2 separate regions of the Mus musculus genome follow, and region 2 is linked to region 1. Evidence: chromatin contacts called from public promoter capture Hi-C data. All regions are on one chromosome and are shown on one strand. Each heading gives the region's core, a stretch centred on a gene start, on an enhancer-like site or on the middle of the called end of the contact. The rest is flanking DNA. Distances are from core to core; before and after follow the strand shown.

Region 1 (2,700 bases), core at 18-2,517:
GAAAACCATCAATCTTTTAACCATATTTGTTGAATTTGGCAGTTTTTTGTTGCTATTGTTAGTGTTACCACTTCTTTCTGTTGACCCAATTAGAATCTAATGTTTATTATTTCAGGTGCTATGTCTTATATTGTTTTGCTATTAAGCTTTTAAGGATAGGCCATCTTTAACACAGATTATTATGCCATTTGTATGTAACCTGCATTAAGAACTATTTGTATCATTAAACTTAAGACCTATCATTTAATCTTGCTCTGAATGGCCTCTAAGAGGAACTTAGTTATACACACTCCTCATAGATTTGTTCTACTTAATTTCAAGTTTAATATTCCATTGTCCAATTAAGCTTCATCACTAGTGACAAGAGTATCAGAATCATGACCAATGACTTCTTAGGGCCTATAAACTCCATTAAGGGATTTGTTAAGGTTTTGGCAGCATTGTGTTTTTCTTTTTTCTTTTTTAAAAGAACTATCAGAACTATTTTCTTAACATTTTCAATATTTCCTTTCACTTCAAACTCATTTTTTAAAAAGCTACTATACACCAATTCATTAAGCGCTTAACAGATGTCACTAACCAAAATATGGCACAGATCGCAGCCCCCCTTCCCACACCTGAAAACTCCTTCATATTAATTCTTAACTTATTGTCTTGGTATGCTTAATTAAAAAATCAAACCCAAATGTATCTCGACTCTGGGTATAAAGCTCGATGCATACTATTATGGAGGAATAGGATGCATTTCCTAATTTAAAGGGAACCCTCCATTTTGAGAGAGATAGCAACTGTTCCAGTTCTCATCTCATTGGGTGGAGCCCCCCATTTCAGAGGCCTGCGCTCGGGTACTGACAGATCACTGTCGCTGCGGTACACGGGCCCTTCTGAGGTCCTGAGGGGGTCTGCTCTAACTCAAGGCTCCAAATCATTTCTACTGCACTTTCTTCAAGGTTCTCTGAAAACACAAAACCGAGGCTTCTGGGGCGATCGTCAGGGGAAGCAGGGAAGAAAGGTCTTTGGTCTAGCAGGCGAGGCCTTCCGAATCGCAAAGCGAAGACTCTGCCACGATGCTACCTGCGAGGTGGCCGGCCGCCCACAGCCGCCCGCCCCACCGCTCCGGACACGCGCCTCACCTTTCACAGAGAGAACCTCACCGAGAACTTCCTTTCCGGGTTCGCCCCTTCGCTGCTCAGGATTGGCTCCTGTGAGGTGACGGAGCCATTCTGTAGCCAATGAGAATCTAGACATTCTGTGATGTCACGTCATCAATGGATCTCGCGAGAAGTACGGATGCCGCTCTCCCGCGCCTAATTCAGGTTTCTGGGAGCGGTTTTCTTGTGGTTCTGGAGACTCCCGCCCCCTTTTCCTGAGGTAGAGATGGCTTGTGGCCTCCCTGGTCGACTCTGACAAGTCCATGTTGGGTAACTTAGGCTTTGCTACGGTCTTGTAGCGTGCGGGTCCGGGGCGAACGGAAGCCCCGAGTGCGTGGGGCCGTTAGGGAAGACGGGCCGGGTGGGCATGGAGGGATGCGGGCTCTGCGTTCCGCCTCGGAGTCCGCCTCGGAGTCCCGCGGGTGGGAGGTCTCCTGTAGTGGCAGCGCCGCCTTCGCCGAGCTGGGGATGCGAGGTGTTCCACTTAGACCATGTGTTGGTTATTTATTCTGTCTTTAAATGTGGGCTGCCCCATAAAACCCATGTTAGTGTTAAGAGTATGGGGTGGCCTCTGATTCAAAGTCCTGCGCGGAGCAGCTTAAATTATGCACGTAGAAAGTTACGTTTCATTTTTCCTGTCCAGGGGTTTACTACACACCAATCTCATGAAGAAGATAGTAGAGAAATAGTAGTGATAGTGCAATTAGGACTTCACTTCAGGATGTGGCTTTCTGTTCTTAGGTCATGAAACAATTATAGTAAGTGTTGAAGACGTACATAGGACTTTCTCAAAATCACTAGCGCTTGTTCAAAAAGTCTACCCTGCAACTGAGCTCATGTTAGTGAAATATGTGCAACCTTTATAATATGTGCATTTTGGTATTTATTTTTAGAGTTTGGATTCGAGTGGTTTTTCTGACATACCTGAACACTTGGAGAGGAACCTGGTACAGAGGAACTCTACTATAAAAATGAGCCCCACAGATCCACTGTAAGCCTGACATATTAATTGTGATGACCTTACGAGAAAAGTGATATTTTAATATAAACAGCAACAGAATTTAATAATGGATAGAGTATCCCCCAAAACGTCTGTCATGCATAATTAAAAGCACATACTTATGCTTATTAGCAATAAATAAATAAATAATGAGGTGGAGCAATAGATGAATGTGTTGCAGTAATTACATGGCCATGCAGGGAGGCTCATGCTCTCTGGCTTTGTCTTAGTCTCGAGTCTATAAATAGTCCTTTAGAGTAAGTTACCCTAGTTGAAGTGAATTTGAACAAAATGGAAAGAAATAAAAGGACTATAGAAGTCAGGTGGCAGAAGAAAATCCTTGAACACGAGTGGTGTCTTCCACTCTGGTTTCAAGTTCTTGGTCAAAATTAGCTGTTTAATGTTAGGAAGATCAGCAGTTCTCTGGCTTGCCTGGTTTTATTTTCATTTGCATAACTAGACTAATAATACTCCTTTCCAGTTAATTTTGAGGTCTGAATGAGAGTGGAAGGGTACAGCTGTGGGAGCTGAGAAGTTTGTGGGTTACCC
Region 2 (2,700 bases), core at 70-2,569, about 22 Mb after region 1:
ATGCTCTCTGGCCAACTAAAGAGCAGGTGGTCACTAATGCAAGTTCAATCCATGCACTCAAGAGAGAAATATACTCAGGCCACCCACTACATATTCATTTTCAAAGTTCAAACTGTAACTACTGCTCAGGTCTATTTCCCTGTAACTCATTTCATGACCCAGAGAGAACTTGGAGCACCAGATGAAAATCTAGAGCAAAATTACAATAATAATAATAATAATTTTGTTTCTTCTAGACCAGAATAAATTTTGGAATGGTGGTAAGGGAAGCAATCTGCAGACAGTTCAGAATGGTGATCAATTATAGACAATTGGTATGTTAAGGACTAAGAAACAAAGAGTGTGGCAACTGAGAAAACGTAGCACTGTTCAAAACTATGCTGGGAAAGGGGAAACTGCATTATCTTGTTCCCTTCTTTCCAGGGACCAGGGGGTTGCAAAAGGAAAACACTGGACAAAATGGAAAACACGAAGACTCACACTGCGAAGTCTAACATCTTTCCTTTAATTAACTATACCAAAAGAGCAGTTTGGGCTGGTGTGATTAATTATAATTCCAAAGGGAAGGCTTATCACGCACTAATTCTGGGAAGTGAACAACTCAGTCCCATCTCTTGGGTTTGTAGTTGTTCTCAGGAGATAAGTGACATGGAAACTAAACACCACTGAGCTAATATGATCCACACACCTGAAGAGTAAGCAAAGGCAGCGAGAGTGCTAAAACCTGGACTTTAAAGCTAAACACTGCGAGTTTTCATACCGTTCTTGGCAATCTCCACACACCGATAGGGTACAGAAAGGGAAAGGACGCTTTTCTTATCTGCTCATCATCTCTCTGCTTCTCAGCTGTGTCTGCAAGCCTTGACCCACCCGAGCTCTAAATTCTAGGGCTGCAGCCTCGGTGGTTTTCCCACATACGTTTCCACGTCATCTTGTGCACCCTCACTGACTTCGAACCCACTATCTCAGCACACTCCGCGTGGCCCTTCCAAGCTAGTCCCAGGATCCTGTGCCCCACGCCCTCATGGCCAGAGTGCATTGCTCTGCCAAGACCCTTCCTCAGATCGTCTGGTGCCCCAATGCCTGGACGTCCCCATCTCACACTCCACGCCCCCTCCTCCGCCCAGGCCGCAGGCAGGCTCTGCTCCCCACCTCTACAGGCTTGTGTCCAGCACCTCGTTCGGGCCGGCCAACAGCCCGCGCGGCACCTGCCGCTAATCCTCTAGCGCTACCCCAGAGTTTCTCACCTCACGGATGCTCCTCAGGAACCCACTCTGCTCCCCCTGCCATCCGTTCAGCGGCGCACTCAACCCTGACAGCAGCCAAGGCCCGCCTCCCTGCCCGCTCCGCATTGGCTAGCCTCCGTCGATGTATATTTCAGGGGACCGACAGGATAACGGTTCTGTCTGTCATTTCGAGGGCGTGGATCGAGTCTGGATTCCTCCTTTTGAATGGACAATGTGACTGTCATTCACCCTGTTGAGAGGCGTGACTATGAAGTCCCACCGAACTGTGATAGGCCGGCGCGGGAAAGCGAAACGCGCGGAAAGAGCGTGCTCTGAACAGTTTGGTTGAGAGCCGAGCAGTGACGTGTCGGTCTGCGGACCAGGAAGGAGCGGCGATAGGAAGGAGTGGACGCTGTACCCTGGTCACATGAGCAGAAGCGGAAATACGTAAAGAAAGCGGCAGTCGTACCACGTCCGGAAAAGTTGGGCTGCAGATCCGTTTGTTTTTTAAGGTAGAAATGGCCCGTTACCTATTAAACGGTTAAAGGAGAGAAGATATGTTGTGAAAACTCTCAGCCTCCATGGTTCACACGAACCCACCTTGTGTAAGATGTGTCAACTAATAAGCCCAAGAATTGTTTCTGTGTTTGCAGTAACCTCGATAAAGGGACCTTTGACAAATTTCACCGAAACGTTTCACTCAGGTCTGACTTTATGGAAGGGCCCGGGAGGCCTTTTTAGGGTGTCACCGCCCGAGTCGGGCTGAGCCGGCAATAGCCTGCAGAAATTATCTCAAGGCTCGGAGCGGCTAGCCCTGGGCAATCAGGAGCAGCTTAGCATCGCCGGGCCCCTGCGAGGGTGACCTTTCCTCCCGGGCCCTCCGAGGATGGTACTGAGAACGGGCACAGGAAGGGGTTTCAGCTGCCAAACTCCAGTCTTTTCCGATATATACATATAAACAGATGTACTAATTCGAACACTTCCATGCCTTACAAGCCTCAAACCAAAGGCTACGGTAAGATTAGACCATCCAGATACCATTCATATTTGGTGCCAGTGACGCTGGCTTCTCTTTTCCTCTCCCATGAAGGGAAGCACCAACTATTGAAATCAGTACTTATTACAATAATGCATTTCCTCAAAATGCTCATGACCAGTTTTTACACCAGGACCTAACTCAATACCTCTTCTCTTTTGTTTTTATAGTAAATGTTCCATGTAGTTTTATTTTAGCAAGAATAACGGCAAAGCACACACTTGTGATGCCAGTGCTCCCAGAGTCTGAGGCAGGAGGAGCTAATTCCAGGCATCTTAATCTGAAGGAGATAAGCATGAGGACTTTACATACATTCAAACTCCTGTGGCTTCAAAACCTAGCTTAATTTCTTACATAGATAAATTATTTCTCACAGTTCTAGAGTCTGGGAAACAAAAGATTACAGTGCCCGAAACTGACGAAGACTTTTACCACGGC

Evidence for each region. Promoter capture Hi-C pulls out the DNA fragments that hold promoters and counts their contacts.
Region 2: a contact with region 1 is called in a promoter capture Hi-C map of pre-B cells, with 4 times the contacts expected there. The contact joins the promoter of Stt3a here to the promoter of Mre11a in region 1. A contact is called at or near these places in 3 of 39 promoter capture datasets (cranial neural crest, liver and pre-B cells).

The regions. Positions count from the first base shown.
Region 1 is chr9:14,783,387-14,786,086 of GRCm38.p6, forward strand. It overlaps Mre11a (MRE11A homolog A, double strand break repair nuclease), which reads left to right and starts at 1,268. Exons shown (of 20, transcript NM_018736.3): 1 at 1,268-1,371; 2 at 2,045-2,142. The coding sequence starts at 2,123. Ankrd49 (ankyrin repeat domain 49) reads right to left here and starts at 1,187. Exons shown (of 3, transcript NM_019683.4): 1 at 1,134-1,187.
Region 2 is chr9:36,766,303-36,769,002 of GRCm38.p6, forward strand. Stt3a (STT3, subunit of the oligosaccharyltransferase complex, homolog A (S. cerevisiae)) reads right to left here and starts at 1,320. Exons shown (of 18, transcript NM_008408.5): 1 at 1,248-1,320. Gm26787 (predicted gene, 26787) reads left to right here and starts at 1,585. Exons shown (of 4, transcript NR_166654.1): 1 at 1,585-1,738.